Regions from separate parts of the Sus scrofa genome. Here all the other regions are linked to region 6. The links are chromatin contacts, called in public Hi-C, HiChIP or PLAC-seq and promoter capture Hi-C maps. All regions are on one chromosome and are shown on one strand. Each heading gives the region's core, a stretch centred on a gene start, on an enhancer-like site or on the middle of the called end of the contact. The rest is flanking DNA. Distances are from core to core; before and after follow the strand shown. Region 1 overlaps FYN (FYN proto-oncogene, Src family tyrosine kinase). Region 2 has its middle 15 kb from the start of TRAF3IP2. Region 3 has its middle 32 kb from the start of TRAF3IP2. Region 4 overlaps FYN (FYN proto-oncogene, Src family tyrosine kinase). Region 5 overlaps FYN (FYN proto-oncogene, Src family tyrosine kinase). Region 6 holds the start of REV3L (DNA polymerase zeta catalytic subunit).

Evidence for each region. Promoter capture Hi-C pulls out the DNA fragments that hold promoters and counts their contacts. Hi-C and Micro-C count contacts between places; a contact is called where the count stands out from the background. HiChIP or PLAC-seq counts read pairs in DNA pulled down with a chosen protein or histone mark.
Region 1: a contact with region 6 is called in an H3K27ac HiChIP or PLAC-seq map of skeletal muscle. The contact joins the enhancer-like site here to the promoter of REV3L in region 6. A contact is called at or near these places in 2 of 5 promoter capture datasets (both in liver), 13 of 47 Hi-C or Micro-C datasets (alveolar macrophages, embryonic fibroblasts, fetal heart ventricle and 8 more) and 2 of 2 datasets of contacts at active chromatin or transcription factors (alveolar macrophages and skeletal muscle).
Region 2: a contact with region 6 is called in an H3K27ac HiChIP or PLAC-seq map of skeletal muscle. The contact joins the enhancer-like site here to the promoter of REV3L in region 6. A contact is called at or near these places in 7 of 47 Hi-C or Micro-C datasets (alveolar macrophages, embryonic fibroblasts, epiblast stem cells and 4 more) and 2 of 2 datasets of contacts at active chromatin or transcription factors (alveolar macrophages and skeletal muscle).
Region 3: an H3K27ac HiChIP or PLAC-seq map of skeletal muscle shows a contact between it and region 6. The contact joins the enhancer-like site here to the promoter of REV3L in region 6. A contact is called at or near these places in 2 of 5 promoter capture datasets (fetal skeletal muscle and liver), 4 of 47 Hi-C or Micro-C datasets (liver, skeletal muscle and subcutaneous adipose tissue) and 2 of 2 datasets of contacts at active chromatin or transcription factors (alveolar macrophages and skeletal muscle).
Region 4: a contact with region 6 is called in a promoter capture Hi-C map of fetal skeletal muscle, with 4 times the contacts expected there. The contact joins the enhancer-like site here to the promoter of REV3L in region 6. A contact is called at or near these places in 3 of 5 promoter capture datasets (fetal skeletal muscle and liver), 5 of 47 Hi-C or Micro-C datasets (embryonic fibroblasts, fetal skeletal muscle, heart right ventricle and 2 more) and 2 of 2 datasets of contacts at active chromatin or transcription factors (alveolar macrophages and skeletal muscle).
Region 5: a Hi-C map of skeletal muscle shows a contact between it and region 6, with 6 times the contacts expected there. The contact joins the enhancer-like site here to the promoter of REV3L in region 6. A contact is called at or near these places in 3 of 5 promoter capture datasets (fetal skeletal muscle, liver and skeletal muscle), 13 of 47 Hi-C or Micro-C datasets (embryonic fibroblasts, epiblast stem cells, fetal skeletal muscle and 7 more) and 2 of 2 datasets of contacts at active chromatin or transcription factors (alveolar macrophages and skeletal muscle).

What each region holds. Positions count from the first base shown.
Region 1 is chr1:77,611,936-77,616,827 of Sscrofa11.1, reverse strand. It overlaps FYN (FYN proto-oncogene, Src family tyrosine kinase), which reads left to right. Exons shown (of 11, transcript NM_001080206.2): 9 at 1-35. Among named protein-coding and RNA genes, the nearest start is that of FYN, 28 kb to the left of the region's middle. Within about 2 kb of position 2,822, at least 8 of the 83 cell types and tissues checked have an H3K27ac peak or open chromatin away from gene starts, as enhancers often do. A contact at or near this core is called in fetal skeletal muscle, omental adipose tissue and skeletal muscle, where this site is marked.
Region 2 is chr1:77,554,164-77,558,715 of Sscrofa11.1, reverse strand. No RefSeq gene overlaps it. Among named protein-coding and RNA genes, the nearest start is that of TRAF3IP2, 15 kb to the right of the region's middle. Within about 2 kb of position 2,820, at least 4 of the 83 cell types and tissues checked have an H3K27ac peak or open chromatin away from gene starts, as enhancers often do. A contact at or near this core is called in skeletal muscle, where this site is marked.
Region 3 is chr1:77,570,757-77,575,145 of Sscrofa11.1, reverse strand. No RefSeq gene overlaps it. Among named protein-coding and RNA genes, the nearest start is that of TRAF3IP2, 32 kb to the right of the region's middle. Within about 2 kb of position 2,000, at least 13 of the 83 cell types and tissues checked have an H3K27ac peak or open chromatin away from gene starts, as enhancers often do. A contact at or near this core is called in alveolar macrophages and skeletal muscle, where this site is marked.
Region 4 is chr1:77,634,179-77,638,861 of Sscrofa11.1, reverse strand. It overlaps FYN (FYN proto-oncogene, Src family tyrosine kinase), which reads left to right. Exons shown (of 11, transcript NM_001080206.2): 2 at 607-703. Among named protein-coding and RNA genes, the nearest start is that of FYN, 5.8 kb to the left of the region's middle. Within about 2 kb of position 3,326, at least 22 of the 83 cell types and tissues checked have an H3K27ac peak or open chromatin away from gene starts, as enhancers often do. A contact at or near this core is called in fetal skeletal muscle and omental adipose tissue, where this site is marked.
Region 5 is chr1:77,586,774-77,591,523 of Sscrofa11.1, reverse strand. The region is part of intron 10 of FYN (FYN proto-oncogene, Src family tyrosine kinase); the gene reads left to right. Among named protein-coding and RNA genes, the nearest start is that of TRAF3IP2, 48 kb to the right of the region's middle. Within about 2 kb of position 1,798, at least 26 of the 83 cell types and tissues checked have an H3K27ac peak or open chromatin away from gene starts, as enhancers often do. A contact at or near this core is called in fetal skeletal muscle, liver, omental adipose tissue and 2 more, where this site is marked.
Region 6 is chr1:77,397,897-77,402,548 of Sscrofa11.1, reverse strand. REV3L (DNA polymerase zeta catalytic subunit) reads left to right here and starts at 1,998. Exons shown (of 33, transcript XM_021091241.1): 1 at 1,998-2,589. It overlaps LOC102167874, which reads right to left and starts at 2,452. Exons shown (of 5, transcript XM_021084615.1): 1 at 2,153-2,452; 2 at 1,850-2,012; 3 at 1,640-1,677. The coding sequence starts at 2,452. It overlaps LOC110260596 (a long non-coding RNA gene), which reads right to left and starts at 1,631. Exons shown (of 2, transcript XR_002343829.1): 1 at 1,536-1,631; 2 at 1-574.

The sequences.
Region 1 (4,892 bases), core at 1,573-4,072, 210 kb before region 6:
GTTGATCGAGGACAACGAGTACACAGCAAGACAAGGTGGGCACGGGAGCAGGGAGGCTCCTGACCTCATCCTGCTGGGGCCTCCCTCCCTCCTTCCTTCCCTTCTTCTCTCCAGAAAAATACTTGGAATGTCATTCTTCAGATGGGTTTTTCTTTCCTGATCTGGCAGGAATTTGGCAGCTCTGCAGGTGGGAGACTATAGCAGGTTCAGTGGGTTGCTGAGATGTTGCTTTCTGGTGAGTGAGTGGTCCTCCTGGCTCGTGCTGCCCTCCTCACTGCATCCAGGCCTGGGACATTTGGCTTTTGAAGAAGAGACCTGTGGGAGACCAAGAGATCAGTCAGGCAGCAGCTCACTCCATCAAAGTAGCAACCAATGGCAGAAGGCGTGTGGGGTTGGAGAATTTAACAAAGGAGTTGTTTACAATGGCCTGGGCTGGGCTTGGGAAAACCGACAGGGTGTGATGCCGCACCCCAGGGCTGGGGACAGCACCAGGACTAAGAGGGAGCAGTTGTGCAGAGATCCCGCCTTTGGTGGAGAGGAGACGGCAGCTGGGGTGGATCTGGTGAACAGGCACCTGAGCTCACCGTTCAGCCCTCCTCCACATTTCCTGCAAAACCGGGCTAGAGCCAGAAGTCACGGTAGCCCGTTGACAAGTCTACATGGGTCCAGAGTGGGGAGAAGATGAGTAGAACGGGGATCCACAGGGAGGATAGAAGATAACAGCATAGTCCCTTGAAAGCTCCACTTCATTTAATCATCCACTCCCAACCCACCCCCTCCAAACATCTGTAGAAATTAGGCTCTAGACAAAATACATCCCAAAGCAGCAGCCAGTCCACCAGGACAGCTTTTCAGGAGTGTCTGGAGCACTAGGTACCAGGGAGGGAATTCCCAAGGCTATTTGCTTTCTTCTCAGAACCTCAGAAAGTGATCAAAGGGTAAATGTGTGGAATTAAGTATGCAGTTCGCAATCAAATGTAGGTTTCTCATGGAGAATATAGGGCTCACATCTAAGGAAGGAGGTCTCCTTCACTGTTGTCCTTAACCAAAGCCTAGCCGTTCTGAGCAAGGCTAAGCAGTCACCAGGACAGACTGGGTAGTGCTTTCTACTGGATGCTATAGTGGTGATTTCTGGAATTCTTCTTTCTTTCCTTCTTTTTTAACTCTTTCATTTCATGCCAGTTCTCTCCTGCTTTTATCCTCCTCAGCAGTCTCAAATGATGAGGAAAAACGCTAAACTAAGACCCTGCCTCGCACAGATACTGTCCAAATGCTAAATTACACGTCAGTCAGACAGCTCGGCTATTTGAATTTCCCCAGCACGTGGCAGTTCTTGTCCTGGAGCCAAATGCCCACACAGTGAGCATGCCCATGCATCACACACACACACCACACACACACACACACACACACACACGCATGCCAGTACAGGGCCAGATGGCAGCCATATCACTAATCAAAGGCATGCAGGCAGCTGTGATTGGCACTGGCCATCCGGAGAGGAATGTGGGCATGATTTGGAGTCAAGATGAGTTGAGAGGGCCTGATGTGCCCCCAGGTCTGAGACCTGGCCCTGATGAGAGAGTTTACCCTGAGGCAGACCTGTCAGACCCCAGCTCACGGACCCAGAAGGACAGAAGAGTGCGTGAAGGGCACAAGACATGAATATATGATTTAGGAAGGAGCTGGCAATGGAGAGGGACGTGTCGGCGTTCTGTCGGATGTGAGTGGGGTTCTGGTGCCAGAGGGAGTGGTTCAGGATCAGCCTCTCCCCTTCTCCCAGGCTCTGGATCTATGGGATCTGTGGTTCACAGCCTTGAACCATCCGTAAATGAGAAGGTCACAGGGCCAGGAGCCAGAGCATGCTGGCCGGGGTGCTGCTGACAGAGCTTGGTGTTTAGTTTACAGAGCCAGGTGCCCTGGGCAATGCTGTGCAGGGGAAGGCATGTCAGGAGCCCATCACTGCTGTCCCCTCACTGCACGCTGCTGCCATGGAGCAGGGCCCAAGCAGCCACCCTTCAGCCCTGGCCACCCAGCCCTGCCTCCTCACTGTGAGCTGTCCTGACTGCCTTTCTGGTGGCTTCCTCTACTGTCACCTGCCCAAATGTTTTTCAAGAGATCCACCTCACACCCTTTGTACTATGTTTCCTTCCTTTCATTGCCAACTAGAGTACACCACTCTTTCCTCTTAAAATTCTTTTTTTCTTCTCTTCCCTTTTGCAAGTATCTTCAGATCCATGCTAAACACTGGAAGGAGATAAGTAAGGAGAAGTAAATGGACTGGAAAACTGAACTTAGGGGATGAAACCAAAGACTGGGGACCTAGGATTTGCAAGGAGAATAAAGGAAATGCTGCAGGGGAGGAAAAGGGGGAGCTGGGGTATTCGTAGAATACCTACCCAGGGCCAGGCCCAAGCAGGCACATGCAAGGAGTAGAGCGGGAAAAATAGAAACGGGTTCAGAGGGGTTAAGTAAGTTGTATAAAATCACACAGCTAAGAAAATGGCCAAGGCAGGATTTGAATCCAAGTGTGGCTGGCCCCGTGCATCTGCCCTCTTAAGCTATGCTGACTGCTTTTCATCAAGACAATGATTAAAAGAACAGAAGATAAAAATGGAGGCGATTAGTCATCAGTTCCTTTTCCCTGCTATTTTATGGGAAAGCTTTTAAGGGGCACCTTCTGAGGTGCATGTGTGAGGGAGTTGGAAGAATGCATTTTCCAGCTCTGGGACAGCCTGGCTGTTTACACAATTCCTCCCGAGTGTCTGCCCTTCCTAGGCCACTTTATGAGGCAGGCAGGGCGTGGAGTGTATCTGCCAGTGTCCTCTGCAGATGGCACGTGTGCTTCGTGCCGAATTTTCTGCAGGGGATTCATCATCTCCTCCAGACAGCTGCTCCATGTGCCTGAAAATATTTGCACATCAGGTTTTATGTTCCCCACAGGCCGCAGCCAGGCCACATCTTGATTGTGGAAGTGTGGGCAGTGTTCAGAAGTGTGTGCCTATCACAGGTATTTTAGGACTGTGAGTGACAGTTGTTTCTCAACACAGTTGTGAGTCTCCTATCCAAGAACACAATGAAATATCCTTTGTCTGCCTGCGCCCACCCCCCACCCCCACCCCCCGCCACCCGGCTAGAACTAGAATACGCCACTCTTTCCTCTTAAAATTCTTTTTTTCTTCTCTTCCCTTTTCCTCTGGGATGAGCTGACACATCCCAGAGGAAAAGCAGAACTGGAATTCTGTGGTCTTTTCTTCCTCCGGCTCCTGGCCCCACTGGACTGTAAGCGGCAGCCTTTCATCAGGGAGAAGGTACAGACCAGGCTCAGAGCCCAGGAGGGTGGTCCTCCACCAGCTGCATTCTGGAGGCCGCAAGAAATTGTTTAGGGGTATCGCTCATTCTCTGTTACCTCTGCCTGTCCCCCTGTGACAGCGGCTAGATCTTCTTTAGTCGTGAACCCTTTGTTCCACTATGTTCAGTCAGGATCTCTAAGTAAAGCAACATGAACTGAGTGCCTTTCCAAGTGCAAGAGCTTTGCTAGGAGCCTCAGGGAGAAAGAAGCCCAAGTCTGTCCAGGGGCAGGCAGTAAGCATGAAGCCAGACCGAACCGGATTTGAAACCCAGCCCTGCCACCTGCCAGCTCCAGGGCCTTGGGCATGTTACGTAATTTTTCTGCACCTCAGCTTGCTTATCTATAAAGTGGAAATATATCTTACCTGCTTTGTGCTTTAATTTTTGCAAAGATTAAGTGAAACAATACGTGTAAGTTGTTCAGCATGTTGCCCAGGGCATAGCAATTAACAAAAAGGACTCTGAGCGTTACGTCCCGGACAGACCAAGTTCTTGAGGAATAAACAGATGAGAGCATGTGCTGTAGACACATGGAGAGGCTCACACACCATTCGGGAAGGGGAGAGAGGGATCAAAGCTAATTCCTGGGCGGTCAGATGTGAGTAATGGCAAGGATGAAGTTGCCAGCAGCGGGAACAAGTAGGGAAGAAGGTCAGGAAGAACGAGGGTGAGTTCGGCTTGGAGTTTGTGGAGCTTGAGGTTGTCGTGCCAGTGAGTCTGAGCTTGGTGTCCATGCCTAGAGAGGTGTGTCCTCCCCTAGCCTCTCTGCCAGGGGGGCCTCGCCTCCCAGCCTTCCCTGCCATGTCGCCACCCCTCAGCCGTCTCCCTCCCAACCCCACCCTGCCTGCACCCTCCCCTGAGGTCTGGTCACAGCCCCCTCCCTCCCCAACCCTGCACCTTCACCCCAGAGGCAGTGCAGGCATCACAGGATCTGGTGTCCCATCATCCTCATACGTCCGACGCTGTCCCCTGGGCCACTCACCAGGGTGGCTGTCACCAGGCCTTGCTTTCCAAGCCTCTCAGCCCTCCAGCCATGGTTCCTCCAGAGCTCACACAGACAGGGGGAGAATTCTTGACACACTTTCTTCATGTGCTTTTAGGAAACTCAGTGCTAATGTTTCTTTTGTTTTGTTTTTAAGTTTCATTGAAGTATAGTTAATTTACTAGGCTGTGATCATTTCTGCTGTACGACAGAGTGACCCAGTCATACATATACACATAGTGATGACTAATGTTGATTTCCACCTAACAAGCTCAGCAAGAACTGGCTTATGTATCATAATGACTTGGTTTTGTGGATACTTTTTTTTTTTTTAACTTTTTTTTTTTAAGCCTCCACCCATGGCATATGGAAGTTCCCAGGCTAGGGGTCAAATCAGAGCTGCGGTTGCTGGCCTGCACCACAGTCACAGCAATGCTGGATCCGAGCCTCGTCTGTGACCTATGCCACAGCTCAAGGCAGTGCCAGATCCTTAGCCCACTGAGCGAGGCCAGGGATTGATCTCACGTCCTCATGGATGCTAGTCAGATCTGTTTCCGCT
Region 2 (4,552 bases), core at 1,571-4,070, 160 kb before region 6:
TTTTTGGTCTTTTTGCCACTTCTTGGGCCGCTCCCGCGGCATATGGAGGTTCCCAGGCTAGGGGTTGAATCGGAGCTGTAGCCTCTGGCCTACGCCAGAGCCACAGCAACGTGGGATTCAAGCCACGTCTGCAACCTACACCACAGCTCCTGGCAATGCCAGATCCTTAACCCACTGAGCAAGGCCAGGGATCGAACCCGCAACCTCATGGTTCCTAGTTGGATTCATTAACCACTGCGCCACGACGGGAACTCCTATAGATTTCTCTTTACTTCTTTCTAACTCTTTGCTACTTTAATACCCTGTTAGAGTTAATCATTTTTTTATGTTATACGCTCTCTGTCCAAACTACTGTGTAGAGCCTCCCTCTTGATTGGATCCAGAGTGATATGGGCTGCAAATGTCCTTGGGGTTGAATTCACAAGAAGTCAAGGACATTTTAATGTAAAATAGTTGTTTTGTTTTCCCAGGCATCGAGAGAGCAGTGGGTACCTTGGAGCTAAGAGAGGGGGTTATGTGAAGAAAGACCTAGCAAGAGATGATGGAAAAATCCGAAGGATAAACTTTGCCTAATTTACAGTTTTACCGTGGGCTGACGATAGCTGTGAAGTGTTCATCTTTCAGGGCAAAATGTCTTTGGTTCCCTAGGGTCAGCCTACCAGCACCAGAAATAGAATGAAAGCACAAGTTTTTCTGGTGAAGCAGCAACGATTGTACTTTGATAAGCTCAGTACGTTCCCCCCTTTGTTGTTTTGTTTCTTAATCATACATAAAAGTGTGTTGCCATATAAAACAGAAAGGGGACAATTCTGGACATTTTATTTCACTGAACAGAGCCAGGCTACTCCCTGGGTATACATTAGCTCCTTCAGACAGGACATTACCACCTTCAGGCTGCAAGGAAAACGTGAATCAAAACCATGAGGATTGTCAGACAAAGACATGGCTCAGTTATAGAGAGGCTGGCATTGTCTTTCTCTGGGGGTTGTTAAAAATAGGATGGCAGCTCCTGTCTTTAGGATGGTGTGAGTGTGGTCTTGATTAAAGGCAGGAGTCGGAACAAGGCAACAACAAGCTCCCTTCCAACATAAAAAAAGAAAAATTTTTTTTAAAGTAATGTATCTAGGAGTTCCCGTAGTGGCACAGCGGAAACGAATCCAACTAGGAACCATGAGGTTGCGGGTTCGATCCCTGGCCTCGCTCAGTGGGTTAAGGATCCGGCATTGCCTTGGGCTGTGGTGTAGGTCGCAGACACGGCTCGGATCTGGCATTGCTGTGGCTGTGGTGTAGGCTAGCAGCTATAGCTCCGATTGGACTCCTAGCCTGGGAACCTCCATATGCCGTAGGTGTGGTCCTGAAAAGAGAAAAAGACAAAAAATAATGATAATAATAAAGTAATATATCTACACAATTTAAAAAACAAATGGTACAGAAGACCTATTTAGAAAACCAACTATCCTCTGCCTTACCTTCTCCCACCATCCATTGATTCCTCCTCCTCAGTTCTCTTTATGTTGTGATTTATACCTTTTTCATATTCCCTCGTTAGCATTCTGATGGTCCTGTGGAAGGGAGCAGATAGAAACTCATTTGTGCAGCCTGCCATCTTGAAAAATAAGCTTCCTCTCAATGTTGATTCAGTTTTTTCTTAGGCAAGACCATAAGAAATAGAATTCAGTGTTCTGAAAATTCTCTGCTTACCAAGTCAAAAATGCATGTATATGTGTATCATTTAAGCCTGTAATGGAAACATACTTCTTCCATCAGTCTAGTTCTTTTGACCTTCTAGATATTTCTCTCTTGGCCACTTGCCTTCAGAACCCAGACTTTTTGTCCTCACCCATCTGGTGCTCTTTGGACAAGCAGTACATTGAGCCTCTACGTCTCAATTAAAATTTTCCACATTAAGTCAACTGTTATGATAGCAGATGGTAATATTATTACCAGGATAAAAACAGCAATAGCAAAGAGTGTCTGGGCCACAACCCCGAAGTGCCATGCCCTGTGAAGGGGGACACAGGCAAAGGAACCAGAGCTGAAGTGGCTAAAGTGTCAAATCCCCACTCTGTGTAATTACACTCTTCCAAGGGTGGCTGTCCCCTCTCATAATCACTCATCCTCAGTTGGGGCCTCCTGCTGTATATCCTCCCCCTCTACCCTGTCGGACAGAAAAATGGAGGGCTGGGTGGTACATGGAAGCGAGAAATGAAGCTAAATTGATCCAACCCACTGCTAGTGAATCCAGCTATACCTCATGTTATCCCAATTTCACTTCTCCTCAACGGCGACAAACACCCAAGAAGGCCCTGCCTGACAGGCTCAGAGACGCTAAAGCAGGGATTTAATCCATCGTGTGCCCCACGTTTAAGCTCCTTTATGCTCCTGGCCATTAGCTGATCATCTTGGTTTATTGACAGTTGTTTTAAAGACAGCTAAGGAGACAACACTCGTGAAAGGCACCTTTATCTGGGTTGGCATCAGCCATAGGGAAAGAGCTGGGGTATGTATCTGCTTTGCAAAAAAAAAAAAGAAAGTAAAGAAAAAAGCCATCAAAGCTCCTTAGCACATAATACATTTTAGTAATCAGAGCCAGAATCCAAAAGCATAATAAAGAAAAGCAAGTGAAAAATCTTGATCATCCTCATATTTTAAATGCCTTATTTCCTGCCAATCTTCTATCTGTTTCCAGAGCAGCAAAAGTTGCCCACTCTGCCAGCGCCTTTGTCAGCTGCCAGCTGTTACTTTCCTGAAAAAAGGGTCAGAAGGCTGCTGGTAGCTAATAGCCAGACACAAGCTGCGAGGAAGAACTGTCCCTTGGGGGTTTTAGCTGCTGGCTGATTGTCAGCTGAGAGCTACAAGTCCTGGTTTGATAAAAGCCAGCTAGAGCTTTCAACCCTTCTTTTTTCTTTTCTTCTTATTTTTTTTTTTCTTTTTCCATTTGTGCTCTGAAATTGTTGTACACTCCACATGGAAGTCCCTGAGCACGCGGGCCTTTGTTCTGCCTTGTTAGGCACCCACAGAAGAGCCTGCTCCAGACAGTCACTTTGCAGGGGTGGGGTGGGTGAGGCAGGAGAAGGTGGGGTGAGGCAGGAGAAGAGGGCTTGGGGTGGAGAAGCTCCCCAATGCCCGGTGGCCCATGAGCAACCCTGAGCGAGGATGGAGCAGCCGAGAGCGCAGGCTCAGACTGCTTGTTTCTTGCGACAGCTGGTGGTAGTGTAGGATATGCTTGTACGTTAGAGTTAGAATGCATTGACTCGAAGCCCCCTGAAATGAAATGAGTCACCAGCTCCCTGCGCCAGGCATGAAATCCAAATCTTAATCTGTCTCAAGGCTCCCAAATGTTCCCAGAGGCCAGCAGTCAAGAATTCCCTTCTCCACGATGGGGGTGGAACTCAGGGCTCTGTGGATTTCAGGGGGGTGGGCCAGAGGAAGAGGGGCAGCAGGAATTCTGCACACAATGTGCTTTAAATTCAGATGCTTAGGGGCTGTCGTGTGCGTGTGCAATGCATCAGTGATGAAAAATAAACACCCAGCAGAAGCTGGCTTGGAGTAAAGATGAGTGCACAATAAATTTCAACCAGTTCAATTAATCGCTTGCTGCTTGTTGTGAATATTAATCCCAGGGAGGGAGCTGGCTTCAACCCAATCAAAAGACAGGTGAAAACAGAAAACAGCAAAACATTTGGGATCTTTAGAAGGAAGGCTTACCTGTGAGCCAAGCGTTGATGCTGAGTCCTGAAGAGAAGCAGAATCTGCAAAACAGCCCCTCCTGTCTCTGTGCTGCAGTAACCAGCTCTCCCTGCCCTCAGCCCTCACCTATCCCCTTTGGCACTCCTCAGGGCCTTGTATGAGAAAGGCTTGGCCTGAGGCTGTGGAAGATGAAGGAGCCGAGACTCCGCATTTGTTTGGGTTTTTTTTGTTGTTGTTTTTTGTTTTTAATTGTAGTAAAATACACCTAACATAAAATTTACCAGAATTTTTTCATCATCCCAAACAGAAAAACACTGCACCCACTTAACAATAGTACCTCATTCTCCCCTCCCCCAGTCCCTGGTAAACCTCTATTCTATTTTCTCTTCTATGAACCTGACCTCTCTAGGCATCTCATAGAAGAGCAGTCATGTAATATTTGTTCTTTTGTGTCTGGCTTTCTTCACTTAGGGTAATGTTTCCAGGTGCATCTGTGTGGTAACGTGTATCAGTACCTCATTCCTGTTTAAGGCTGAATAATATTCCATTTTATGGATTCACTGCATTTTGTGTATCCATTCACCCACCAGGGCATTTGGGCTCTTTCCCCCTTTTTACGACTATGAATAGTGCTGCGCTGAACATGGGTGAACAGATATCTGTTCTTCTGGTTTTATATCCAGAAGCAGAATTGCTGGATTACATAGAAATTCTATATTTAACTTTTTGAGGCATCAGCAAACAGTTTCCTATTTTATTGTAATTCTTCAAATTTCTCATGTAACCGAAAGAAAAAAAAATCATTACCAAAGATAAATGATGGTCTCTTTTGCCACTTAGGGAATGGTATTGATCTTAGTCG
Region 3 (4,389 bases), core at 751-3,250, 170 kb before region 6:
CCAGGCCAGGCTCCTCTTGTCCCCACATGCAATCAAGTGCCAAGCTCCAAGCTCAGCTCCTAGCCCTCCATGAAGACTATCTCATTTCGTTCTCACAACCAGCTTTGGAATATACGATCATCAGCTCTGTTTTATAGAGAAGGAATCTGAGATTTAGAGAGATGTGGGCTGGGGGACTGGGTAGATGGTGGTAGCATTAACGGAGATGAAAGGCAAGGGAGGAGGAGCTAGAAGTAGGCAGGAGCTGCTGGATTCAGTGTGGACCCAGGTAGGTGAGGCAGCTGCAGCAGCATCTAGAGGTTGTCCTGGCTGATTGCCTGCCTGGTGTGGTGGAAAGCATTTTCAAATCTGGCCCATTTTAGGTTCAAATCACAATTCTTCCATTCCTAACTGTGTGACTTGGAGCAAGTACACTTCACATCTCCAAGCCTCTTAGCTTCCGTCTCCTCACAAGTAAAATGGGCTTTTGACAAAATGAAATCAGGGAATAGGCATGCAGCATCTGGCACAGTGCTTGGTTCATGGAAGACATTTGATCCATGTGGGCACCTCCCCTTTATCTTCAGTCTGTCCTTGTATGGTGGAGAAAAATCCAGATGCTCAGCCATGGTTGTGTTGTTCTAGTCAAAACACACGATGGCTCCCATGACCCCCTCTAGTAGAAGAGACACGTTTGGAGGGCTGCCCAGCCCACACCTCTTTCTTTAAACTTCCCCCCACACCCCACTATTGAAGGTCAGGTTTTTACCATGTGTGACCCTCCCTCACACCAACACAGCTGATGATACTGGGGGTTTGGGGTGGGGAGGACAGATGCCTGATAGGGGCAACCAACCCACTGACTTGCCACTAGCTCATGGAATTGTCTCCCTTGAGTTGGGACCAAGAATCAAGAGGTTCTGGGGACAGATGCTTGGCCCATAGGTTAGGTTGAATCAGGAGAAGCGATGGTCCATGGCAGAGCAGAGGGCACAGTCTGCAGAGAGAAGTAGTGGCCAGAGACCATAGCCCACCAGAGGGAGAGTGGCTGGGAACAGTGGCCATCCAGCTCTTGTGTCTGCTGGTCCAACTCTACTTCCTGAGCGCCACTTCTGTGAGAATCCCCAACTCTTGCAGATACCATTTGGTCCCTTGAGCCAGTGCCAGGGAGGTTAGGCTCCTGCAGTCCAGCTGTACTGCCTGTCCCCTCTGCCATCGCCCCCCCCCCACACATACATCCTGGCTCTACTGAACTGACCACAACTCCTCAAGCATACTCTCCGCTGCTCCCATCTTTCCCCCTTGCCTGGAATGCTCCTTTGCCTCTCTTCTCTTCTTAACAGTCTGTGCATCCTTGGAGGCCCAACTCAAACCTCTCCTCCCTCCTGAAGCCCTCTCTGATCCCTCATCCTAAGTGGTGGCTCCTCCTAAGGGCTCCGTGCACCGGCTCTGGTTTCCCCAGGGCCTCCTTCTCTCTGGGTCCCCTCCTTGCCTCTGTGCTCCCTGCTGGTAGAAACTTGGCACATGGCAGGCCCTCTGATGTGACACTGAACTTACTCCAAGGCTTGCGAAACCTAAAACACGATCCGAGTTTCTTCACCACAGAGTATTCTGCCAGTATAAGGCATTGTTCGTTAAAATGGCAACGCGTTTCAAGAATGCTTCAGATTAAAGGGATAAAGATCAAAGGGCACATTTTTGGCCAGGAGTTCTGAGTCTTGCAGACCCAAATAAATTGTAGACATTTTATTTCCTGAACTGATTGGAACCATAACACTGGATTTGGTGCTGGAATATAAAACTTTCTGAAACTTTCAGCCGGGTGGAAAATCTGTCGCCTCTTTACTGCAAGGGGATGTGCTTATCTGCCATGAAAGCACCCGTGTCTCTTGCTGAAACTGGCTAGTAAATCGGGAAGGCCTGACTTAGAAGCCACTTGCATTGTTGATGCGGACCTGCAGAGCCCCGCCCTTAGTTGAGTTACAGGCACACCCAGCCTCCAGCATAGCAGGAAAGGGTGTGTCCGTGTTGCATGTGGACACGTGTCCACTCGGATTCAAGATCCTGCAGACCCGTGTTGAGAATAGGAAGCAGCTGTGCATGCAGGCGGCACTTGAGACGCTGGCTGCGTTTGGCAAACGTATATTTCCCCACCAGAATCTTGACTGCAGCTGTGGAGCTGGCTGCTCCTCTGCCTGGGGCTCAGCCTGGGACATGCTCCCCCCACCACACCCCTAGCTCGGCCGCTCAGCCTCCCTCTGGACCAGAGGCTGGCCTTGAGGTTCTAGGGCATGGGATGAGCCAAGCCCTTGCCCCTGAGTTCAGGGAGGAGGGCGACCCTGCTGGGAAGGAGGGACACCAAAGGGGCTGGTGACAGGAGTGCCCAGGGCACAGTAGGGCAGCAGGGCAGCCTCAGCCACGAGCCTTCACCTTCAAATTTTGGACAAGCCAACCAAGCTATGTTGGCTGGGCTTGGCCTGAATTGACCCCTGGGAAAGCAGGTCACAACGGGGACAGTGACCTGTGGTCAGTCTCATGGGGGGAGCCGTGAGGTTGGCCTGGGATTCGGGGAGCAGGATAACCTGACTCCTGTCCCACTAGGTGAGATGCTGGCTCACATCTCTTCTCCCACTTGCTTTGGGGCTGCAAAGTGAGGCCTCAGCCTGACCTGAAGACCAGAACTTCAAAGAGATGCCTTCCTGTTGGATTTAATGAACCTGACCTCTAGTGAGAGTCTTGGAAGATCACAGACTTACAGAGTGCACGGCACTGTTTTTTTCTTTTTCTTCTTTTTTTTTTTTTTTTTTTTTTTTTTTGTCTTTTCTAGGGCCGCACCCTTGGCATATGGAGGTTCCCAGGCTAGGGGTCTGATTGGAGCTGTAGTTGCCCGCCACAGCCACAGCCACAGCAACTCAGGATCCAAGCCTCATCTGAAACCTATACCACAGCTCACAGCAATGCTGGATTCTTAACCCACTGAGCGAGGCTAGGAATCAAACCCGCAACCTCATGGTTCCTAGTCAGATTCGTTAACCACTGAGCCACAACGGGAACTCCACCAGGCACTGTTTTTAGAGCAAACACCTGGCTTGATAGATGAAGCTGGTAAAATTAATTAATTAATTAATTAAAAAATTTGAAACTCCCATGGGCTTTATTCTGCCCCCTTGTCCTTTTCATAATGAGGGTGCCTCCACGTGCAGGGTCTGGTCCCTGGGCTGGCTGCAGTGAAGGATGCCCTGCCTCGGTCCTTATGCCCTCTTTTGATAAAAGAAACTATCTCAAGTAACCTCCCCTTACTCTTCGGAAGTTCAGCTATGCTTCTCCGGAGGTGGGATGGGACCAGGTGGGAGAGAAAATGATGTGCAGAGGGGATTTTAGCAAGAGGAAACTTTCTCCAGAAGCGGAATGACTCTAGAACTTGGTGCCCATTTGGCCTTCTTAACACTGAGAAACCCTCTGGTCAAGTTGTCCTCCACGTCCAACTCCCAGGGGCAATCCGACAGTCTATCTTTGGCCCTCCCTAGTCACGTTAGCAGCTCTTGCCCTGACTGGCTGCCCATTTGCAAGCTCACAGCTGACTCAGGCAACTGAGAGAGCAGGGTCTGAAATTTTCTATGAGATGCAGATTCCGGGACTCTTCTGATCCTGGGGCGAGACCCAGAAAATCCACATTTTTTTTAATACACAACATTCTTCTTTCTGATGGCAAAAGTAATATATGTGCACATTCTCCTCTTGGTGTAAAAACAATAAACATTCACCTAAAGCAGTGCCCCTCACCCCTTCCTGACACCAAGTGGTCCCACAGGTAATCACTTATCATCTTGGTTTGCATCCTTGTAATCTTCTTGGACCACAGGTACATGGATGGGGCTTTTTTGTTTCTTCTTCTTTTTATGGCCGCACTGGCAGCATATGGAGGTTCCCAGGCTAGAGGTTGAATCAGAGCTACAATTGCTGGCCTACACCACAGCCACATCAACTCAGGATCCGAGCCGTGTCTGCAAGCTACACCACAGCTCACGGCAATGTCGGATCCCTGACCCACTGAGCGAGGCCAGGGATCAAACCTGAAACCTCATGGTTCCTAGTTGGATTTGTTTCCACTGCGCCACAGTGGGAACTCCAACAGGGGCTTTTTCTTTACACGAATGAAACCACACTGCACATACTGTTCCACACCTTGACTTTTCACCAAGTAATGGAGTTACTTTCTTTTTCTTCCTCTTCCTTTTTTTTTTTTTTTTTTTTTTGCTTGTTTGGGCCACACCTTTGGCATGTGGAAGTTCCCAGGTTACAGGTTCAATCAAAGCTATAGATGCCAGCCTACGCCAGAGCCACAGCAATGCCAGATCCAAGCTGCATCTGTGACCTACACCACAGCTCACAGCAATGCTGGATCCTTAA
Region 4 (4,683 bases), core at 2,077-4,576, 230 kb before region 6:
GGACTGTGATTCAGCACGAGGAGGGGCACGTTCAAGGTGGAAAGAGAGAGGGAGACCCAACGCAAGAGCAGGTGCAACGGCAAGACTCCTCTGACTGCACTGAGCGTTTACGGAGAGGGGCTTCTCAGCACCCAGGCTACAGAAGAGTTTCCTGTTACATCCTACATCCTGTCATGCCAAGGGAAAGAGTGGTCCATCTTACCCAGACCTGATGGGGGCCCCTGCACAGAGACCGTGTGTGGGATAAAGGGTGTCTAATTGCTGCCTAGCTCTGTAAATCTCAACTACCATGTGGCTGCTGCTCCTCGGGCGTGGCCATGATATTGACGTCTGTCTCTTCCCGAGGACTCACCCAAGTGTACAGAGACTAAAGCCTCAACTCCAGGCTTTAGTTGGATCACATACGCTTCCCCTGCAAAGACCAAGGCATAAACCCAGCCCCGGGACTCTGGTTTCACACATTCATTACAACACTGCCTCATGTTATCAGTGCTGATTAGATGTAAATTCGGCAAAGGAGCTTTTAGCGAAGATTTAATTTCTTGGAATTAATTTCCCCTGGTGTAATAACCTCTCCCCTTTTGCTTTTGCTTTTGCTTTTGTCAGGAGTGACGCTGTTTGTGGCCCTTTACGATTATGAAGCCCGGACGGAAGATGACCTGAGTTTTCACAAAGGAGAAAAATTTCAAATACTGAACAGCTCGTAAGTTTGAAGAGGGTCGGGAAAGCATGCACGGCCTCTCAGAGTGGGAAACAGTTCTTGTGTTAGCACTCACTAAAATTAGATCTCTGAAATTCTAGGACACTTGATCGTAGCATTTCAGATTTCCGAATCTAATCTTAAATTGCTGAGAATTAATGAACTGACGAATTGAACACTTAATTCATTAATTCTTAGCAGTTAACTTGAGGGAAGAAAAGTTGATGAACTAGTGCTATACTTTACGGTGCTGTGCATCCGGGCAGCTTTTTGGAAGCTGTCATGGAAGCAGAGTGGATGGTTTTGGTTTTGGTTTAAAGGTTGTGAAAGCACCTGCATCACCCTCTATAAAGCTACAGTTTCAGGTGATTGCCACAGGCTTGCCTAGCCACAGCACCCTCTCTGTGCCTGTAGCTTTTCTTCTAAGTTCACCTGTTGGCCTAACTTCACGGAAGGCTAGCACCAAGTTCCTTTTTCAAAACTGCCAAGTCAGTGAAGCCTATGGAGGCATTTTGCCATAATGAAATTTTGCAAGTGACCGAAATCTTTGTAAGTTAGAAGGAAAAGCAGTTTTGCCCGCTTGAGAATGACCACAGTGCAGGCATCATCAGTGCAGCAGGCAGTGGGGAAATGTCCAGGCTGAGAATCACTCACTTTCCAAATCCTGCATATAATGCTTCCTTTAGGGAGAGTAAATATGGGTCAGATTTCCCTATGGTTTTTAAATACTGTCTGTTAGGCGAAGACACCTACCAGCTGTGCACACCACTATGTGTGCACGGGGTCGGGGGCCCTCCAGAAAAACCCAGGCTTGAAGAAAATGGAGGTGTCCCTTGTCTGCAAGACAGACCCTCTCCCTACACCTCACGTTTTCCTCCTGAGCGCCCCCCAGTGGCTGGGGAAGGACACCACCTGGGTGCTGGCTACACTGCCCTCTGCTCTCTAAGCAAATTGGATTTCTGAAGGGCGGGAAACCTGGCTTTCTCAGTTTCCCTGAGAGCACGCGTGAGGGCAGGCAAGAGGCAGCCCACTCACCTAGGAAGAAGAGCGGTCCTTGGAACAGGGAACTTCCTCAGGCCCTGACAACTGCCTCTTGGGAAAACCCACCCCTTCTCTGGGACGCCCCTGATTCTCAGGACCACCTTTCAGAGGCAAGAACGGCCTCCCCCCTTCCCATAAGAGGCCAGTGACTTCCAGACATCAGAAGGCACCATTTCCATAGTTACAGGGTTATTTTTGAAATCTTTATTGTCATCATTAGCAGGAGAGTGGGTAGTTTTTTTTTTTTTTTTTAACTTTTTACTTTAAAGACATGTGGTCAAGTACACGGATCAAAAATGTACGTGGTGATACTTGAATAAGAATAATGCCACTCAGCTTGAAAATGGTTCAAGTCGTGCATTGTACTTATTTTACTGCAATTTCATTAAAGTGTGTACTATTTGCAGAATACTCACAAACCAAACATTCCTGTGCAACACATACCCAGATCAAAAAGAATTACCTGCTCCCGCCCCCAAGCCCTCCTTCTCTAGCCAGAGGCATTTTTTAAAAATAGTAAACAGTTGCCCTTTATTGAAGGCTCCTTATGTGCCAGCCATGTGCTAAGTTACAAATGTTCTCGTTTATTCTTCACAACGACTGTCTGAGACGTGTCTCAGTCATTGTTTGACAGATGAGGAGCCAGAGGCTCAGGTTAGGGATCTGCCCCGGTGCATTGGGCCGGTATCCATCCCAAGGGCAGCGTCAGGGTCAGTGTGGGAAAGGTCCCTGCTAGAGGGGCTGAGCCATTTGTGTTGCATGAAGTTTTGAAGGGATGGGGGGGGGATTTGATCTCTTCTGATTGATGATTCCTTACTGTTAATCTGATGCTCAGATGAATGCTTCTTGTCAGTCTACTAACTTTGAAATCTGAAATAACCCTCCCTACCTCTCCCCATTTTATACAATATTTCCTAAATGCCAAGGATGGTTAGAACTTTCAATCAATCTGTAATTTCTAAAAGGTGAGAATTAAAGAATAGTAGGCATTCCCGTACACAGTTCTTCTTAGGTTTTCCCCATAGGGCGGGTGGATCCCCACATCGGTTGTAGGGCACTTGGAGAGCCAGTCCTCGCCCAAATCAAACTTGCGATTTCTTCCTCCGTTAATGTGGATAGGATCTTGAATGGCTTCCAGTTGCAGCTGTGGAGAAACACTCAAGGAAGAGCTGATCTATCTCAATCTATATTTTGTGATTTGCATGCCTGGCCTGTAATGTTTACAGAAGGCTTTTGAACTTCTGACCCTGTTCTCTTAAAAGAAAATATTACAAAGGGGTTTTTTTCCCCGTCTAATAGTCTTCTCTCTTGCCAGTGGAATTTCTCATCTTACATGCCATTTAAATACCCTTTTCCAAGGTTATTGGGGAGGGGTGCAGGGGAATAAGGTTTTTGTAACAAACACAGTATCCTGAAGTCAAGGGTAATAACAGGGAAGAGAAAATGAGGCAGGAAAAACAAAGCGAGAGGACAGAACCAGATGGCAGGCGTCTCCCTCCCCCTCCCCCAGCCTCTCTGGGGCCCTGGCTCTCATCGCTTGAAAGAGAGGGAGGGACAGGGCTGTGATCTCCCTGGGGCAGCTGCCACATCTCCCAGTGTGTGTCCTCCCACTCCTTTCCCAGTCTAGAGGCAGAACTCAAGGACCAGCCTTTGTGTTTCGCATGGCAGCATGACACGTGATCCGCGTGTGCGCCTGTGCCCAGCACTCTCCTCACCAAGGGGGGGTGGGCCTCCTTCGCTGACCTAGTGTAGGTGCTTAGTACAGGGTATTTGCACATCCTTGAACTTGACCCATTTTTGAATAGGTACCTTCATCTGTTTTATTCCCTATTTTCTCATTTCACGGCCAGGGATGTACCACCTAGAAACAGCAGCTCTAAAATACAGTAAACACTTTACACAGAGTGGAGTACTGCTCATTGCCTAGGCTAGCAACTCCTTTAAGTTCTTTTCATCATGATAAGAAGAAATCTGGTTTAGAGCCCATCAAAGCATTTTTCAAATTGTTATGGATATGCTCTCTGAGAGTAAGATGAGCAGTGACCAAAGTTAGAAAGAATTCAGCATTTATAATGATAATGCTCCATAGCTCCATAGATCAAGGCTGACTTCTGTTGGCAAATGCCACTTCCTGGCTCCATCAGGGCTCTGGGCTCCCAGCTCCTGGGACCATGAGCCCTCTGAGCAATGCTGGGGATTGGAAAGAGACTTTTAATTTTGATAAGTCTTTAAATTAGAACAACAGGGGAAGCTCTTAGGCAAACTTAAAAGCTGTTCTAAACCAGGGCCAGATAAGAGTTAGAGAAACTATTCACAAACTATATGTGCGTAAATTGTATATTTGAATCCGAGCAAGATGAGTTAAAATCTCATCAACCCTGAATTAATGAAATAGCTGAACTGTAAGAACTCTTTAAAGAAATGCAGCTTTAGGTGTTTCCACTGTGGCTCAGTGAGTTAAGAACCCAGCATGGTGTCCGTGAGGACTCCGGTTTGATCCCTGACCTTGCTCAGTGGGTGAAGGATATGGTGTGGCTGTGGCATAGGCCAGCAGCTGCAGCTCTAATTCGACCCCTAGCCTGAGAATTTCCATATGCCACAGGTGCCACCCTAAAAAGAGGGGGGAAAAAAGAAAAATGCAGCTTTAATAATACCAATTACCTACAATAACTCAAACAAGGAAAAGTAATGTAGTAAAGATCCTATTTTCCTAAATCAAGGTGAATAGTTTGTGCAGAAATCACCTATTTATTTGAATTAGCTTCCTAGGGTCTTAAAAAGAGATTTATTCATTTGCTCAAAGACTTTTTTTTTTTTTTTTTTTTTTTTTTATGTCTCAAGTCCATTCCAGCCTATCTGGGCACAGCATGTGAGCCTTACTACATAATACATTGTGTCCTTGTCACCTCATATCTCCTTTGATGGAGAAAGTGACCCTAGAT
Region 5 (4,750 bases), core at 549-3,048, 190 kb before region 6:
AATGCATTTTGTCACTTGATAATGATTTGAGGAGGAAGATAAATTAGGGAATCTGTAGCACTTCCCTTAAAGAATTAGAAGCCTCCACCTTTGTCCTCCCTCTGCCCCACCCAGATGCTTCAGACGGAGCCTGAACTGTAGACTCTGTGTTCAGCAGCCCGTCACTGTCGCCTGCACGCCTCTCTCCCCCCGCTGTGCCCAGCATGCCCACAAAAGCAGAGTTTTTTGGGGGTGGGAAGAGGTTAGGACTTTGCAGCCTGGAGAATGGGACACAGGAAAACCCTGTAACCTCAGCCAAGGGTGCTTTGTCCTCTGCCCCATCCACAGTCCCCAGGCTTCTCCTCACAGTGTTCTCTCCAGAAGGAATCCTGCCTGTAATGCCCTGGAGTCACGTTGTCACCTCCCCTTACAAGGTTTCTCTTGGCCAGTGTGCTGGTGAAGGAGGAGGGAGGGCAGCCAGGGAGTCCTGCCTTCTGCAGCTCTTCCCTCTCAGCTGGGCTGGGCGCTTCCATGGCCTTCCTAGGGGGCACCCTCCCTCCCTTTCCCTTTCCCCTTTTCTGGGACAAAGGAGCTCTTCAAGAACTGGTACTGTCAGCTTTAAATAAGCCACGTACGTGTGTTATGGTACCTGAGTGGCCATCATTTCTGTATTTATCAATACCGTGGGCTTAATAAAAACAGCTGTCCTGAGGCGATCTGCTTAAGATGAGGAAAGAGAAACAAAACTAGTCATTTTTGTGCCTTCTCAAAGTCATGCCTTCGTTTTCAGCAATTCTCTTTGAGCAGCATCTATCTGCCCAAAATCTGGACTTTGATCTCATAACCGCAGCCTAACTTGAAGCGTCCCAGTTGTTGCCCAGTCAGATAACGGGAGCACATGAGGATCTGATAGCATGCTCATGCTGAGCAAGCACCATTAACTTGCTCCCCTTCCTTCCTCCCTCAGCACTCAGCACTCGCACAGCACCGCTCAGCACACAAGTAAACATGAGGGCTTTTTGTAGGGTTTATGCAGAGAAGCCAGGGGGAGCCTCTGACGGAAAGCCTCATGCACAATAGGGTATAATTTCCTTTCAGCGGAAAGCTCGCTTTGCAAAAGCTGGATATCTGAGAACATGAACATCCCTCCCATTGTCAAAATGCTTAATTATTCACCTGGCACGCAAATCCAGGTTCTCGCAACCCCTCATTCCAATCCAGATGCAGACCTGAACGGGTACCAGCAAAAATCCCTAATGGTGCAGAGGTGGCCCCTCAGAGATCCATATTAAGGAGCTGCACAAACCGAGAGCCATGAAGCCCAACACCTTCCGTTCATAGAAGACTTCTTTTCTGACAGCAGAAAACACGGTGGATGTTGAGGTGTTTTGTTGGCAAAAGAAGACACCGAGGCCAGCGGAAGTCAAGGCACCTACTGAGAGGCACAGACTCAGAAGTGATGAAGGGGCCAATGCAAATGAATTGTTTTCTCCCTTGGAGAGTCTGCAAGAAAATCAAGGAGGTTCCCCTGAGTTCATATGTAGCTCAAGAAGAGGAATAGGAAAGTGCAAAAAAAAAAAAAAAAAAAAAAAAAGAGGGAGGGAAAAAAAGAAAGAAGGGGAAGAAGACACACATGTGAAAGTAGGCGTTGCTGGCAACCATACCTAGGAAGGGTTGGAAAGTGAGAGTGGAAACCTGACCTCAATTCAGAAACCAAGAGGAAGCCAGCAAAATGATTTGGAAAGGATAATCGGGTCATAATGGCAGGAAGTGAATACGGTCCACTTGGCAGGAGAATCTCAGCTGCAGGGTTTGGGGCAGACCGGCTAGAAATGGTGCTGCCAGCAACCACGTGGGAAAGCCTGACTGCAGGGTGACAGGAAGATCCCGGGAAGAGGAATTTGAGATCGAACCCCAGCACAGCAGATGACGCAGGTTTTCTGTGAACTGATACCACTGGACTGTGTCCTAGGAGAGTGACCCATGGAAAGGCCCCGTTTTCCTGACCCACCCCAGCGAGAGAGCAAGAGGGTCAGCAGCCACGGCAGTGGGGACAGAGGAGGACAGGGCTGGCCTGAAAACAGCTAGCGAGTCTCCTCTCTGGCCGCCAAGCCCTGCGCCTTTTCTCTGATGGGGAGGTTGGGAACCAGGCAACGTGCCCTGGGAAGCTTTGTGACCATGACTCTTCCCACGGTCAGATGCCACTGGCGGATAGAGGCCATCCTCCTGTTGCAAAACGGTCTCTGTTGCCACTGCCACTAGGAACCATCGTTGGCAGAGTTTCCCTGAAACCTGTCCCTACACCATATTTTAAAGTTTCTGTCTTTTCTGTTTCTCTCCTGGCATTCTCTCCACTGAAGGAGAGGAAAAAAAAGGAAGCGCGTTCCCAGGCACACCCCTGCCTGGAGGGGTGAGAGGAGGAGCAGGAAGAGGGTGCAGGCAGAAAGGAGGTGGAGAGCAGATGCATCCAGGGAGCTGACAGCCCCCCACCCCCCAGCAGGACTGAGTCCAGCTCCGCCCCTGGTCACAACTGCCCCGGGAGCAGGCTGCCTCGGGAGACGCTACATGTTGATGGTCAAGTTACTGCACCAGCTGCAGCCAAGGCTCAGGCAGAGCTCTGGAAAGATGGGCTTGACCCAAGCAGCCAATTAAACTTTCCACTGGTGGAGACTGAATCAAGAGTTTTAAAATAATACGTGAAATCTTTCCAGTTGAGCAGTTCGTTTTGTCATAACACGAAACAGTTATTGACAGAAGCACCACAGAGCAAGAGGAGAATGACTCAGGAAACTCCGGGGTGTCGTTTTGGACGGTCCCTGGGCCAGAAGAGAGCATTAAAAGGCATGGGGTGGGGGGTGCAGGTTATAAGTACCTGTCAGACCTGAGGGTCAGATCTTCCCTTCGATCCTCGCAGGGCGGGGGATAAGGGGATTTCTGCAGGTTTGGGCTGTGTGGTTCTGAGATATTATGAAACCAAGGGCTGTGCTGAAATACAACGCAAATGCTTTGGACAGTGCCAGTCCTGAGACATGCTTATGCTCTCTTCCTAACCTTTCCGGGCCGCTGGAATGTGGTGGCTGCTGTCCCTTGTGCCACGGCTGCCCAGCCACAGCCCTTGGGACTGAATGTGCTTCAGAGTCAGAATTTTTTCTTTTAAGGAAGCCCATACAGAATTTTTTTTTAAGGATGTCCATTTCTTTAAGGAAATGAAAAAAAAAAAATAGACCATAATTTATATAACACCCTAGGAGAGTCTGGGACTGCACTCTGTTCAAACACATTCTTACTTCTGCAACGATACGTATGAAGAAATAAAAACAGTCAACAGCCTCATACCCGGTCAAATTTTATGGCCAAATGAGATGAGTTCCCAGAACTTTTGGTTTGCAGAGGTTGTTGGATTGGGGAATTGCAGATAAGGAAATGCTCATCCCTGCCCCTATTTGTCCAGAGCGCTGTGGGATGCTCTCCTGGCAGCCCTCCCTTCTCCCCTTGCTTCTGGATCGCTGCCCCATCTGGTTGTCATTTGAGTTTTCAGTAGTTGGAGGAGGGTGTAAGGCAGTTAGCCACAGAGCTGACCAAACATCCAACTGAAGAGAACCCCCGGTAAAGTCAGGGAGGGCACAGAGGCGGGGGACCCAGACTCACTCACCGAACCTCTCACTAAAATAAGGGTCACTCTGAAATGTGAGCAAGGTTATATTAGGATAATTACATTGAAAGCCTTCCTCAGCCCAGCAGGAATAATCCATGGACTTTATCCCCTCCAGGAAGTATGGTGGCAGAGAATAAGAAAGCATCCTAAAAAGGTTTTGGATAAGCATGTGGCTGACAGCCCCAGGAGCCCAGATAAACCCAGCTCCAAAAGCAGCAACAGAACAAAGAGAGATGGCAACAGATCCCAAAGTCTGAGTGTCCCCTACCCATGGGACAGGGTTGTGATCTGAGCCCAGCTGCTGTGGCCAGTCCTGCAGGGTTCTAGCCAGTGGGTGGCCACTATCATCCAGAATTAAAGAGGCTGCCACATGCCTGCGCTGTGTCCTGCTGATTATATTCCTGAGAGCAAGGGGGAAAAAACCTGGGTTTCTGAATGGTTGGGACTCAGGTTCCTGATTTTATAAATTAACTGGGTCAGAAGTTGGAGAGGATTCTAGAGGGTAGACTCAGTCAGGGCCAGGGAGCAGCCGAAACAGACAAGGGCTTGGCAGGTGATGGCAGAACAAGACATGGCCCCCCAAATGGAAGGGAAACCAGAAAAGAGCGCCTGACAGTGATTGGGGAAAGGGCCAGGGCCTCCGGCTCCCCCTGAGCATGGTATTTCCTGTTCTGTCAAGAAGGCCAGCGTGCAGAGAGGCTGCACCTCTCAGGGGTTAGCAGTCTCCCAGAATGTCTCCTGGTAGCTCCATGCAGCCTGAGGTTTCAGCATCGGACAGCCCCCCACCCCACCCCACCCCCCAGAGGTCACAAAGGTCTCCAATGACAGATGGCCTGTCCAAGGTCATCTGTAAACACAGACACCCTGTCTCCCCATCAGAGTCAGCAAACCTCGGGGCACTTGGGGGTCGAGGGGCTGGACGGTGCCTAGCATGGTCACGTGATGTCAGATTGTGGCTGGTGGGGCGCCAGAGCTTCCCCAGGCGCGAGGACAGCCAATTGAGGAAGTTCATCAATAGAGCTTATAAACAAAGGACAGTTTCCTTTTCATTCCATGGATTTTTTTTTTTGTCTTCATATATATATATATATATTTTGTCAGTTTAATGGAAGTATC
Region 6 (4,652 bases), core at 749-3,248:
ATGGATGCCCTTGATTATAATATAGTACAGAGAATCTCAATTTTATATTAAGAATCATGAGAGTGGTGGGTGGGGTTGCTAACAGTACCAAGTTCCAAGCCCCAATCCCCCAAAATGTGATTTAGTAAAGGCCAAAATATCAAATTTTAACCAACACACTAGTGGCATAGAATACTGTGAGAATCACCAGTATTGTGCATCTGACATCCAGCTTGTACAAAATATTTACCGAAAAATGCATTTAGCATGGTAGTCCTATTTTTAAGTCACTTGCATAGGCTTCTAAAACTTAAATCAACTTAAAAGATTTTGCCTCTTAAGATATTATTAGGTAATTTCCTGTATATTAGTGGAAATCTTGCCACCTATGTTTACAATCATGCTCTCAGGTTGAAAACTGCAGGCTAATTCTCTGTGGTAATCAGTCTCAAATCCCTTGAAGCATAAATTCTTATTAGCATTATACGTTATGGAATTTATAGACAGCTTACCAGTGATCTGTGTCTTTGAGCCTTTTAAGACCCACGATGGTTCCAAATAAGGATCTCTCACACCAGTTCAAATACAAGGCAACCTAGTAATCATTAAAATACACCTATATAATAACATGCGTGAAAGAATCTCTAATTTGGGTAAACTGAATATAACTGTCAAAGGTCGTAATTAAGTGGTATATTTCAAACTTGAAACCACGGTTCTGTCTCCTACTGCTTAAATCTTTTTGTTGGGAAGATTTGTGGATTTTTAAGAGGAACTCTCGTTTCACAGATGAAGAAACTGAGGCCCCAAGAAACCAATTTATTTGTCCAAGGTCACACCCAATATTAGGGATCAAGTCAGACAAAACGCCAACGGTTCCAATAAAATGGCCAACCCAGCCCCATCTGCTCCTACCCTTTTTTTCTGGATTTCACAACTGCACCCCTAGCCCCCCTCCTTTCTGGATAAAGTTGTTTTGTCTAACGGTTCTTCCCCGCCCGCTCCCTTTTGCTTTTATGCCTTAGGGTAGTAAAACCTCACACCAACTGTTAATGAATAACATTGTGAGCCCACATCTGACGCAGTGACTTTCAGGGGCTTTTTCCCTGGCCGAAGATTTCGCTGAAAGGTTCTTAATCCTACATTCCGCCGGGGAAGAGAGGAGAGGGAGAGGAGGAGGGAGGTCACCGGGAAATGACAAGTCCGTACATGTTCAGGCGCGCGCCCAGGACGCAGCCTACCGGCCCCGGGGAGGAAACTAGGCGGGGGATACTAAGGCGAGAAGAAAGGAAAGGGGCGGGAGAAAAACACCGTGGTGGGAAATCCCTGTGCACTGGATCTGCCAACCCCTGGCAAAGCCGAACATAGCCGAACGTGAATAAATCTCATTAAGCTGCTGGGCGCAGACACTGCAGCACCACGAAGGAGGGGGCGCGGCGGCTCGCGCCGTACGTCCGGGAGGGAGCGCCGGGGCGGCCCTTTTATAGGCCGCAGCCCGCGCTCAGGCGCCCGCCCCTCGCACCGCCCCCGGGCCACGCGCGGGTCTGCCGCGCTACCTGAGAAGGGCTGTTGGTGTCAGCCGCTCACCCTCCCGCGAGGCCGCGGCGGCACGAGATCTGCGCCTTGTCTCCCCGCCCCCCCCGCGGGCGGGTTCTCTTACCTTGTAAAAAGCTGTTTCCGCGGCTGCCCCCGCCTTCTCTGCAGGATGTGAAATGGCGGTCGGCGAGGCGAGCGCGAGCACTGCGGCTCAGGCCAATCCCTCCTCGCCACCAAAACGGCCCTGAACACTGGCGCCCCCCTCCCGCCAGGCCCTCGGAGCCCATCCATGACATCGGCGCTCCGCCCCCCCCCCTCCTCCGCGGCCCCTCACCCAGGTGGCCGTGCCCACCGGCCGAGTCATCGATCCCCCCAGCCGGTCGCGAACCCAGCTTGACGGCAGCCTCCTCCCTCGCCGCTTGCCCGAGGGCGGGGGAGAAACCACCTTCTCGACCCCCGCCTGGGTGTCCCGGTCGGGCGCCCGCCCAGCTCCCTCCCTTTCCCGCCGCGTCCCCTCCCCCAACTACTCACAGCCCTCCCTTCGCCACACACTCAACCCCCTTCTCCCCTCCCCCAGTGGTTGCGTCCGTGACATCATCATCATGGCAACAAGAGCTGCAGCCTGGGACCGAGGAGCCCGTGTGATTCCCGGCGGCGGCGGCAGTGGTGGCAGCACCAGCAGCAGCACCGACGAAAGCGTGAGGGCTTCTCTCCTGTCGCCCCTCGCCGGGTGCTCCTGAGGAGGCGGCCGCCTTGCCACACAGCCCCGCCCGCCGCCGCTGCTCGCGTTGTCGGAGTGTGAGAGGAGGGGGCCGAGCCGCGGAGGGGAGGGGGCGCCGCCGCCACCGTTGCTGTGGGGCCGCCGCTGCGGAAGGAGCCGCCGCTGCCAGGTCGCTAGTGAAGAGAAGGCGGTGGCGGCGGCGGCGGCGGCGAACATGTTCTCAGTGAGGATCGTGACTGCCGACTACTACATGGCCAGCCCGCTGCAGGGGCTGGATATCTGCCAATGCCCCCTCACCCAGGCCCCTGTCAAGAAGGTGCCGGTGGTGCGAATCTTCGGAGCGACCCCGGCAGGTAAGCGGGCGCGGGGCGCGGGCGTGAGCGGCGGGCGCCGGGGCAGCCCTCCCCGCCGCGCACTCGCGCGCACGCCACCGGCCCTTTCGGCGGACGGCTGCCGCGACTTCCCTCCCCTTCACCCTCGTCGCTTTTCCTCACGCGCGTGACAGAGGCGCAAAAATGTGGGTCCGCGCGAGCGCGACGGCCCTCCCCCCATCCAGCCTGTGGCGGGGAGGCGGCGGGCGCCGACTGTTTACACTGCGTGCGGCGGTCGCTTGCCGAGTCCGCATACGGGGTCGCGGGCAGGCGGGCGCCGCTCTCGCCCCGGAGGACTAGCCGGGTGGCCGCGCCGCGTCCTCCTCGAGTGGGTGCGCAGGGCTGCGCTCTGAGATCGGTCGCTGGTGGGGCACCCTCTGCGTCTCCCAAGTGCCCCTTGCTGGCAATGGCCTTAGGTCGTGTGGGGAAGTGTCACCTCTGTCGTCAGTCCTTCCTCGTCGCCTTTTCTCAGCAGCGCTCTCCTCTGCCCTTTCTGGAGATGCCGAGGGCTGAAGGGGGGCGCCTGGGGCCAGCGGATCTTTCTCATTGAAGTGACCATGTGGTTCTGCTGTGAGTGCAGTCATAACTCCTTAGAGTTGAAAGCCTCAGAGTCGGAATAGGGCTGCCTCCCCAGGTGCATGGCTTTCAGGGAAACGTGTATCCACGGAAGTAGGAAATGCGTGTTTATGTTGCCTAACATAAAACATCCCACTTAATAGCGTGAATATCTTAGGAACCACAGCTAAACCCAGCGACGCAAACATTAAAGAAAATGCCTCTCTGCTGGGTTGTAGGATTACATTTTAAATACACATACGTTTAAGACAAAAACTATTTTGAAGAACAAGTGGGGCGGGGAGACAGAAGCCACGTTCTCTAAAGCTCTTGGGCATTTATGATACTATAAATAGCATAGTGGCCAAATTTACAGGGTTTTTAATTGTTTTGTTTTTCTATATGCTTTGAACTGCCTACGTGAAATAATGGAGCTGCCTCCTGGAAAGAGATGCTCTTACCTCTAGCTAGGTATTGCCCTCTGGGATTTTAGCTAGCATTTCCCACTTGATGCTCCTTGCCCTAATCACCATTCATCTTATTACTCCAGTCAGTTTCTCTGGGCTCTCAAGATAATAGCACTTTCTCAAACACAGGCAGTCTTTCCAAGCGGTTATCTCTTAATGTGAATTCTCTTTGTTAAAAATGTCAACGTTGTTGGTGAGGTTTGGTAGGATATTTCTTTTTAAAACAGTGAAAAAGATTTCGATGGTGTGGACTTTGTAAGATGGGGAATTTGGATGCTGTTAACAATTTGTTGAAAGTGTAACACCTGAAACTTTGGAAGCTGGAGAATAGAGGCAATAAAGTGTTTTGAGGGATAGATTTTTCTGCGCTTTTAAATATAGTGGTGCTGTCTGAGTTTCTAATTGGAATTTCAGTGTAATATACTGATTTTTTTTTCACTTTAGATGCAGAGAAAGAATAAAATGGTGATGTTGCTATAGCTCTGTTCAGCCAAATTTTGAAGTTATAAAGTGGCATGCTAATAGGATATACGGTGGCATCATTGCTGTGTATTATAATTTGTACGGGTTGGGTTATTTTTCTACGCATAGTTTTTTTCTCTACACAAGTTATTCATTAAAAATATGTATCCGTGAGTCATTTGCAAGCTGTTTTATAGGCTAGTTTTGTCTGTGGAAGTAAGTGAATTTCACTGTGAAAAAGCAGTAATTTTATGTAAGAAGATATTCTTTAAAAAAAAAAGTATGATGTAGTTTTGTGTTTCTCAGTATGAAAAAATAGACAAGTGAACTAGTCTATAAAAAGGAATGTGTTTCTTCCCTCTTGGACATCTTATAGTAGATTGCTGGTATTCCCCCTTAAAAAACACCTGAATGTTTAAAAATGCACCTTGAAATGTATAATGTAAATCAATATGTCTCTTTTGTACATACATTGAAAAATATAAAACCTGAAACGGAGAAACTCAAACTTCAAGGTGATAAGGATTATCAAACTGAGTTTGCTATAAGTACAGTTCACAA